Regions from separate parts of the Sus scrofa genome. Here all the other regions are linked to region 2. A link is a contact called in public HiChIP or PLAC-seq data. All regions are on one chromosome and are shown on one strand. Each heading gives the region's core, a stretch centred on a gene start, on an enhancer-like site or on the middle of the called end of the contact. The rest is flanking DNA. Distances are from core to core; before and after follow the strand shown.

Region 1 (2,985 bases), core at 173-2,672, 280 kb after region 2:
TTTCCACTACACTATTCCACTGCTGGCTCACTCTAGATAATTTGTAAACTATTGGCATTCCCCAAAAAAGTGATTAAAAGATACTGAGCTTGTCCATGGCTTTGACAGAAAGAACAGAGGTCTCTTTGTAACATTAACCTTTAGGAGTAAAATGCAATCTTCTGTGTTTACCTAAACATTTGCAGTGTCTCACCCACTCTAACCAGCATGGTAATTAAGAAAAGCAGGGATATTTAATACACTTATCCTCAAGGGGAGGACAAAAGATCCTGAAGAACTTTTAGAGGTGTTAAAACTATATGCGCAACAAAATCAAAATGCCTATCAGAATCAAATATGACTTAAGCAACATGGTTCTCCAAACGAACACATTGCTGAGGGGAGGAATCCAATTTCTGTGGGCCCCCAAACTGTACATCACTTCACTGAGAGGCCAAGCTTCTAAACATCACTTAAAGAATCAATAATTCTGGAAAGAGGAGTTCCCTTCATTGCTCAGTGGTTAACAAACCCGACTAGGAATCATGAGGATGCGGGTTCCATCCCTGGCCTTGCTCAGTGGGTTAAGGATCCAACATTTCTGTGAGCTGTGGTATAGTTCCTGTGGGCTTAGATCCCCCACGTTGCTGTGGTTGTGGTGTAGGCTGGCAGCTACAGCTTCAATTCGACCCCTAGGCTGGGAAGTTCAACATGCCGTGGGTGCAGCCTGAAAAAAAGAAAAAAAAAATCTGGAAACAAAGATTCCTTATGGGCTAGCCATAGTTAAGCTCAACCAATGTTCCCACTATATGTGTTAGACGGTCATGAAGCCCAAAATAAGTTAGAGTTCCCCCTCAAAAAATCAATTCTCACTAAATACCCTAACGCTCAACCCAATCCCAGCAAGAAAATAGCTTTAATTGGTAATTTGCTTACAGAACCAAGTGGTGATTTCCTGTTGAGATTAGCAGTAAAATGAATAAAATAATAAGTAAAATAAACAGACTTGAATGTCAGAAGGGGTATAATTATCAAGTTTAATGACTTTACATCCTAGTGCCCTATTCCTCCAGGACCTTTCAAATAAATCTCTCCACAAAAGTAGATTTTAATGTTAAGGAAGGGCGCTGAGACTGAGCTCTGGGAAAGAGCGTTGTCTGAGATAGGAAGCTGTTCATCTGCCTTTCCTTGGGATACGAGTCTGCTCAGAAGGATGGCGGAATAACAAATTTAACCCTGCAGCGTGACGGTTTGGTAAGAGAGAGCAAAGCAGAAGGCCTGAAATGCCGTGCGTTAAGATAAAACCCTAAATGACAAAAGTGAGCAAGAAAAAATAAAACGAGTACTCCAAAGGTAGCGGAGAAATACGGACCCCACAGCAAAAAGAAAATCCGGGAACGAGGAGGAGAAGGACCCGGAAGTCCTCTCCGCCCCGGCCACGCCCACTACTGCAAGGGGCACGCGCACGCCGCTGCCGGTCCCTCCACGCGGGCGCGAGCACGGCGCCGCCCTTGTCGATGTTAACTCGGCCGCACCAGTCGGCCTTGGGGGCGGGGCTGTAGGGGAAAGTGCCAAAGCTGCTGAGGTAAGTGGCCGAGGGCTCAGGGACCCTCGAGAGCCTGGTGGAAAGGGACTTGATCTCTGGGATCCTACCTGCAGGGACTAGTAAAATGGAGAAAGTAGGAGGAGGAATGGGAGCCTGCCGCAGAGGGCGTGCAAGAGGAAATTTCCTTAGGCCGCGCCTGGCTAGTGCGCATGCGGGCCGAGGGCTGGCGCCTGCGCAGTGGAACGGCGCTGTTGGCGTAGCCCTCTGGGGACTCGATGGCGGGTCGGGGTGGGGGTGGGGGTGAGGCTGTGGCTGTGACTTGGAGGTAGCTTGAGAACCGTTGGCGTTCTGATCCCTCCTCTTGGCAGCCCATTTCTTTCCGCCCCACTTGTTTTTAGCTGCACATCTTTTTGAATGGTAATCCAGCTGTTTAAGTGAAACACAGCGGAATGAATGTTTTCTTGATGATGGAGTTTAATAATTGCTTCTAATAATTTGCCATTGTACCAGCGTACTTCCTTCAGTATCTTTATGATAGGACATTTTTAAAAGGAAAAGGTTCTTTCTAAGATAGGTATATATCTGCCAGGAAGGAAAGTAGTTTATGAATACGAGGTCATCCCCATCGTATATGAAGTAAATGTGTTGATTATCTCACCAATGTGAACACAGCCGTGCTGTATCTCCCCAGAGAGCATTGTTCTACTGCAAGGATCGCTACTGCTAATAGTTCCAGCTTTCCTGATAGCGTCAAATCCCAGGTTACCTCATCATCAGTATTTAAACATTTGTCAAAATTTTACAGAGCATCAACTTTGGGCATAGCAGCCAAGTGGGAGAAAGAGTTATGTAAATAGATCTGCAGAATGAGGAAGAAAAACAAAATGATAATGAACCAGTCCTCTTCATACCAATCTTCTCTAGCCCCTGGGTAACCTTTGCTGAGCTGCTCGCCCTGTGTTCTGTCATTTGTTCATTATTCAGGAGAAATTGTGATCCAGGTTCTGTGCTAGGCCTCCAGGGTAAAAAGATAACTCCTCCCCCTTTTCCTAAGAAAGGGGTTCTTCCTAAGATTATGAACCTTAAAAGTGTGAAGTGCATGTTAGTGTGAAGTGCATGTTCCCTCTTTCTGAGCAGGTTCTTTCCCCTCTAGGAGTGTGCTGACTATATGTCAAATGGAGGGAGTAATAACTTTTCCCTTGAGTGTGTTGAAACAATAAGTATGAAAAACCGGGATCTGGATAAAGCAGTGAGATCCTGCTGTATGGCACTGGGAACTATATCTAGTCACTTGTGATGAAGCATGATGGAAGATAATGTAAGAAAAAGAATGTATATATGTGTGCGTGACTGGGTCACTTTGCTGTACAGTAGGAAATTGACAGGACACTGTAAACCAACTTAATGGAAAAAATAAAAATCATTTAAAAAAACTGATCTGGCATAGGGAAAAAATGATT
Region 2 (2,700 bases), core at 90-2,589:
GTTCAATCCCTGGCCTCACTCAGTGGGTTAAGAATCCGGCATTGCCATGAGCTGTGGTGTAGGTCACAGACGTGGCTCGGATCTGGCATTGCTGTGGTTGTGGTGTGGGCCGGCAGCTGTAGCTCCGATTGGACCCCCAGCCTGGGAACCTCCATATGCGGCAAGTGCGGACCTAAAAAAGACTAAAAGAAAAAAGAGAAAAACAGCCAATAAAGAAAGAGAAAAAGTAAAAAAAAAAAAAAAAAAAAAAAAGAGAAACTTGAAAGAGGAGAAGAAGAAAGGAAAAAAGAAAGGGGGAAGAGATGGAGAGACGGAGAGGGTAAGAAGGAAGGAGAAAATCGGAATTGGAATTTTACTTTTACAACTTATTTATTTGATTTTTTTCTTTCTTTTTTTTTCTTTTATCTTTTTTTTTTTTCTTTTTTTGGCTGCACCAGCATGCAGAAGTTCCCAGGCCAGGGATCAAACCCATGCCACAAGAGGGGCCCACAAGCCGCAGCAGTGATAATGCCAGATGCTTAATCTGCTAGGCCACCAGGGAACTCCTACTTTAACAACTTTAATTGGTTGAATATCTTTTAAATGTTTTCACTGTAAAATAAAAAATTAAAAAACAAGAAACAAACAAACAAACAAAAAAACCCCAGGAGTTCCCATTGTAGTTAAGCAGGTTAAGAACCCAACTAGTATTCATGAGGATGCAGATTGGATCCCTAGCCTCGTTCAGTGGGTTAAGGATCCAGTGTTGCCAGCTGCAGCTCGGATTCAGCATTGCTGTGGCTGTGGCATGGGCCGGCAGATGCACCTCCGATTGGACCCTTAGCCTGGGAACTTCCAGATGCTGCAGGTGTGGCCCTAAAAAGAAAAAAAAAAAAAAAAAAAAGGCATGGGGAAGGGGGAGAGACAAAATACAGACTATCCCATGGTTCCAATGGCTTAACTAATTACTACAAGGTGAACTGCCATGGAGACAAAGAAAAAGAACTTGGTCAACCACCCCACCAGCCCCTTCGCGGGCCTGTCCCCAGGCACCACGCTTCGCTCCTCCTGAAGCAGTAACTGCTATCCCGACTTTCATAAGCAACCTGATTGCATTTTAACCGCAAGTCTGCTGTGGGGGGCAGGAATAGGGTGGAGTGGGGTGGAGTAGGGTGGCGGTTTTAAAGCACTGGGGCAGTCGGGGCCCAGTTCCCACCGCAGACACCCCTCTCCTCTCGCAGCTTGTGCAAGACTCTCCTGGCCCCACGGACGCTTGCGGGGCGGGACAGGGCGAAGGCTCGCAAGAACAAAAGCCATCCTCATCCGCTTTCGAAATGCAATGTTGTGCAACCCCAGTGGAGGGAGCTTCAGGTCTCCCGAGAAAGAGAAGCGAAAGAGGATCAGAAACCACCCGCTGAGTGATTTCAGGTTCAACGCGGTCCATGTGGAAAGCGGCAGGGTAGCACACCGATCCAGGGAGCGAGCGGAGGGGAGGCCCCGAGCGCACGGAGGGGAGCCCCTCTCCTGGCCGCAGAGAGGAGAGGATCCGTTCATGCCCAGCTGAGGCGCTTTGGCGGCCCAGGGGTGCATCCTCACACCTGTTCATCCATCCGCCCCGCTCACGAACCGACCCTGGAGGGATGCGCAGGCAGCGCTGTGAGCTAGCCCTTGAGCATGGGTGCAGGAGTCCACGTAGAAAGGGAATCAGTTGGAGGACTCAGTTTTCAGAAGACATTAATTTTGAGAATAACACACACACACCATTCATTATACAACTACAGATGTGATAAATTCATTTGAGTAATAATAAAAATAAATAAATAAATCACACACACACACACACACACACACACACACACACGCGCGCGCACTTCTGCTTCGACCTTTGGGCCCAGCCACCTCCCCCAAGAAGCTGCCCTTTTCTCCCACTGCATAGGAAGTTCTTTCCTCTGGGCTTCTGATATCAGCCCTCCCAAACTTCCGCTGCCCGTGTAATCTTGGGCAGGTCCCCCTGTGCCTCAGCCTTCTGGTCTGTCAAATGGCTACAGGAGTGGTTGGGAGGTGGGTAGTGCTGACATGCAGAGAACTTGCCTGCCTGGTTCGCATCACCCTCCATCCCAGAGAAAAAAGAGCCTGGAGGCCTGAATCGCTCCCTGACCCCACGTTCCCCTGGCTCAGGCCTTGCCACCAACGTGATTTGCCCTTCCTGAGTTTCAAAATGGAGTCGCAGAAGCTCAGGAATTGTGTATAATGATGTAAAAGATAGTGATGAGGTTCAGCCAGCAGCTCTGACCGCATGTGAAGGAAGCAGCTTTGCTTCACAGCCCCGGCTTCCCCTCTGCGCCATGCCCCCTCCTCCCCCTCCCTGTCAACCTCCCCCTCCCCCCATCCAGGCCTCCTGTGTCCTTGTATTTGGAAATAAATCCTTTTCCTTTAGCCTCCTCTCAGTCTCAAAAGGCTGACTCAAGAGTTAATGATTAGGAAATAGGGTTACAACTAAGAAACTAGTTAAAAGTCTCCACATTAGGTTAGGCCCTGCCTTGGCCCACGAACTTACACTAACAGGCTTCTCGCAAATGATTTCTTCCTTGCCTAATCGCTTTTTCTCACTAATCATTATTTTCTAGTTAGAGGTTTTTTGTTGTTGTTGTTGTTTTGTCTTTTTGCCTTTTTGCCTTTTCTAGGGCCACCTCCCAAAGCATATGGAGGTTCCCACGCTAG
Region 3 (2,737 bases), core at 106-2,605, 350 kb after region 2:
AGAATGCAGGGGCATGGTTTTGCTGAACTTCTGCAAGAGATCAGTCTGAGACAAGGAGAGCAATGTGTCTGTGATTAACCAGCAGGAGCCTCAGCCTAAGGTGTTTCTCTCCTGCCCTGGTCTTTGAGGTGACTGGGTGCTGCGAGCTCTGGGGTACAGGAAGCACACGTTAAACAACCCTGGGGAATAACAAGCCCTTGACGGGAGGGCGGCCAGCAGAACAGGGAAGAGTATCGCCAGCCTCCTCCACCAGCTCGGCCAGGCCAAGACTTCCTTCCTCCAACCCCACAGAGGGCGGGGCGGGGGGGCACCTCTAGCTCCCAAACAAGGATTTCAGAGGGTGGTTTGGAGGCTTTCAATCAAGAAACTACAGACACTGATTTAGCAGATTCTGTGTGTTGGCTTCAGAAGATCCCTGAACTCAAGGAGCTAAAACTAATTTGGCAGGGCCACCACTCCCGCCATGCGCCATCCCCCCCCCAATCCCCCAGCTTCCAGATCAGAAGCACTGGCTCTGGTGACCTCACTTGGCTTTATCACACTTGGCTTTATTCATGCTGTTCCCCTCTGTGTGCCCCAGCGGAGCCACAAGATCCTTGAGGGCAGTTACAAAGTCTTCAAGGGTCTTCACCCACACCTGCCCCCCTCCATTTCTGCCTCATTCAGTGCCCGCACTGAGCAGATGATCAGGCGACATGCACATGGTGTGGCCTGCGTGAAGGGCCCTGGCAATGAGAGCAGCTGAGGGAGGCCGTTTTAAGGTAGTGGGGTGGGGAGTGTGGAAGGCATCCAGGAGGCGGTGAATCTAAGGTCCTGAGGCAACATGGCAGCCCAGGAATGGAGAGGGAGCCTTGGGAGGGGGCATTCTGATGGGAGCAGTGGGCTGGGGGCCCGACCCCGGGGTATCTCTCATGTGACAACTCCCAGGTTGGGGTGCCCTTGCTTGCAGGCTCACACCTATGCCTGCCAAGAGGCGAGGGTGAGATGCAGGGGCTCCTGTTACAGTCGTGACCTGGGATGGTCTCGGGGGTGCCACCTCTTCCAAGAAGCTGACTTTTGAAGACTCTGCCCGGCCACGGACATCACGATGCGTTTGCACTGGCCTCAGCTGTTGATTAAACCTCCGTCCGTGCAACTAGCACTCCAGGAAGAACACTCTCTTCCTCACAGCGTGTCCCTGCTCCTGTTTTTCACGTTTATGGGCATCAGGTGATTTGAAGAGGGATCCACACCCAGAGGAGCGCACCCAGTGAGGTCAGCTGAGAAAACAACTGCCTCCGCTCTGTTTTCCCTCGTTATTCTGGGAGCTGCAGGCTTGGGCCTCCGGTCACCCCTGGGCTTGTCCCCGCCCCCCAGTGCTTCTCTTCTGTCCCCGCTCCAGCCTCAAGCCTGCCCAAACTGTTGTTTATCAACACAGACCAGAACATTCCGCTGCCAGCAGAAACACACATGGCGATGGCACTGCCATCCCACACCCTGTCGTCAACACACTCCCACGCACTGTTTGCCGCTGTCAAAGCTGTGCTCACACACACATTCTGCGCCCCTCCCCCCCCCGCCAACACAGCTGTTCCCCACTGCTTGGAACCCAGCCCTCCACCTTGCACACATTCTCTGTGGGTTTTTCTCACGCGTGCTCACGGCGGAGGCTTACACTTGTGGTTCAGGCCAGCACACACTCTGCCCTGTGATCGGATCTGTCTGTTTCACCACCTGTGACTGTGTGACCTTAGGCAATGGACTTAACCTCTCTGGACATCAGAGGCCTCATCTGTAGAATAGGGATCACAGTTACTGTATGCGGCTTTTCCCGTGGGCTCAGGGGGCGGATGAGAGAGCAGGCATGCAGTAAGAGCTCAGTCAATGGGAGCTCTGATGGTGGGATGACGAATGTTGTGGATCCTTTCTGGAATCTGGCTGTTGGTTTTCCTTTCCCATGCCCAGCAGTTGGCCTCACCTCATGTTCACACCTTCCGGGCTGTGTGACCTGTCGGCTTCTCAGGTCCTCACTGGTGAAATGGCTTTAACAGCTGCCCGGCCAGGCCCAGAGGCCGGCTGTGAGGGGCACAGGGAGAGGTTACCATTGTGCTTGGGAAGCTCTTCAATTGGCCACAGCTGCAGGGCGTTGTAGAAGGAAAGGATTTGAATGGGGCAACAGCCAAACTAAGGCATTTTCAGCTGCTTTCCATCTTCCCTCAGCTCCTCCGTTGATCCTGAAACTGGACTCAGAGTTTCCATTTCAGCTCTGCTGGGGGCTGAAGGCTTTGCAGAGGCCACGTGGCCCCAAAGCTGTACCTGGGGCTTCGGGCCGCCCGCACCCCCACCCTCCCCCATCACCTTCCATCAGGCACAGCTGCTCGTCCCAGCAGGACCTGCCGTGCTGAACCCTCCCTCCGGCTCACGGATCTTATGTTCTCTCACTTCCCCCCAGAGGCTAAGGGTCCCTGGCCCTCTCCTCATGCTCCCTTCCATCCCTCATGCTCCCTTCCACCCTGTCATCTTCTCTAGGACACATTTTTTTTTTTTTTTTTTTTTTGTCTTTTTGCCTTTAGTAAGGGCTGCTTCTGCGGCATATGGAGGTTCCCAGGCCAGGGATCGAATCGGAGCTGTAGCCGCCAAGCCTATGCCACAGTCACAGCAACGCCAGATCAGAGCTGCGTCTTCGACTTACATCACGGCTCACAGCAACGCTGGATCCTTAACCCACTGAGCAAGGCCAGGGATCAAACCGGCAACC

What was found. HiChIP or PLAC-seq counts read pairs in DNA pulled down with a chosen protein or histone mark.
Region 1: an H3K27ac HiChIP or PLAC-seq map of alveolar macrophages shows a contact between it and region 2. The contact joins the promoter of ANAPC16 here to the enhancer-like site in region 2. A contact is called at or near these places in 1 of 5 promoter capture datasets (liver), 14 of 47 Hi-C or Micro-C datasets (alveolar macrophages, brain, embryonic fibroblasts and 10 more) and 2 of 2 datasets of contacts at active chromatin or transcription factors (alveolar macrophages and skeletal muscle).
Region 3: an H3K27ac HiChIP or PLAC-seq map of alveolar macrophages shows a contact between it and region 2. The contact joins two enhancer-like sites. A contact is called at or near these places in 1 of 47 Hi-C or Micro-C datasets (epiblast stem cells) and 1 of 2 datasets of contacts at active chromatin or transcription factors (alveolar macrophages).

Annotation. Positions count from the first base shown.
Region 1 is chr14:75,081,251-75,084,235 of Sscrofa11.1, forward strand. It overlaps ANAPC16 (anaphase promoting complex subunit 16), which reads left to right and starts at 1,423. Exons shown (of 4, transcript NM_001190225.1): 1 at 1,423-1,564. It overlaps ASCC1 (activating signal cointegrator 1 complex subunit 1), which reads right to left and starts at 1,731. Exons shown (of 11, transcript NM_001244083.1): 1 at 1,633-1,731.
Region 2 is chr14:74,799,417-74,802,116 of Sscrofa11.1, forward strand. It overlaps a transcript of PSAP not described here. Among named protein-coding and RNA genes, the nearest start is that of PSAP, 31 kb to the left of the region's middle. Within about 2 kb of position 1,340, at least 25 of the 83 cell types and tissues checked have an H3K27ac peak or open chromatin away from gene starts, as enhancers often do. A contact at or near this core is called in alveolar macrophages, embryonic fibroblasts and fetal liver, where this site is marked.
Region 3 is chr14:75,147,961-75,150,697 of Sscrofa11.1, forward strand. No RefSeq gene overlaps it. Among named protein-coding and RNA genes, the nearest start is that of DDIT4, 32 kb to the left of the region's middle. Within about 2 kb of position 1,356, at least 18 of the 83 cell types and tissues checked have an H3K27ac peak or open chromatin away from gene starts, as enhancers often do. A contact at or near this core is called in alveolar macrophages, where this site is marked.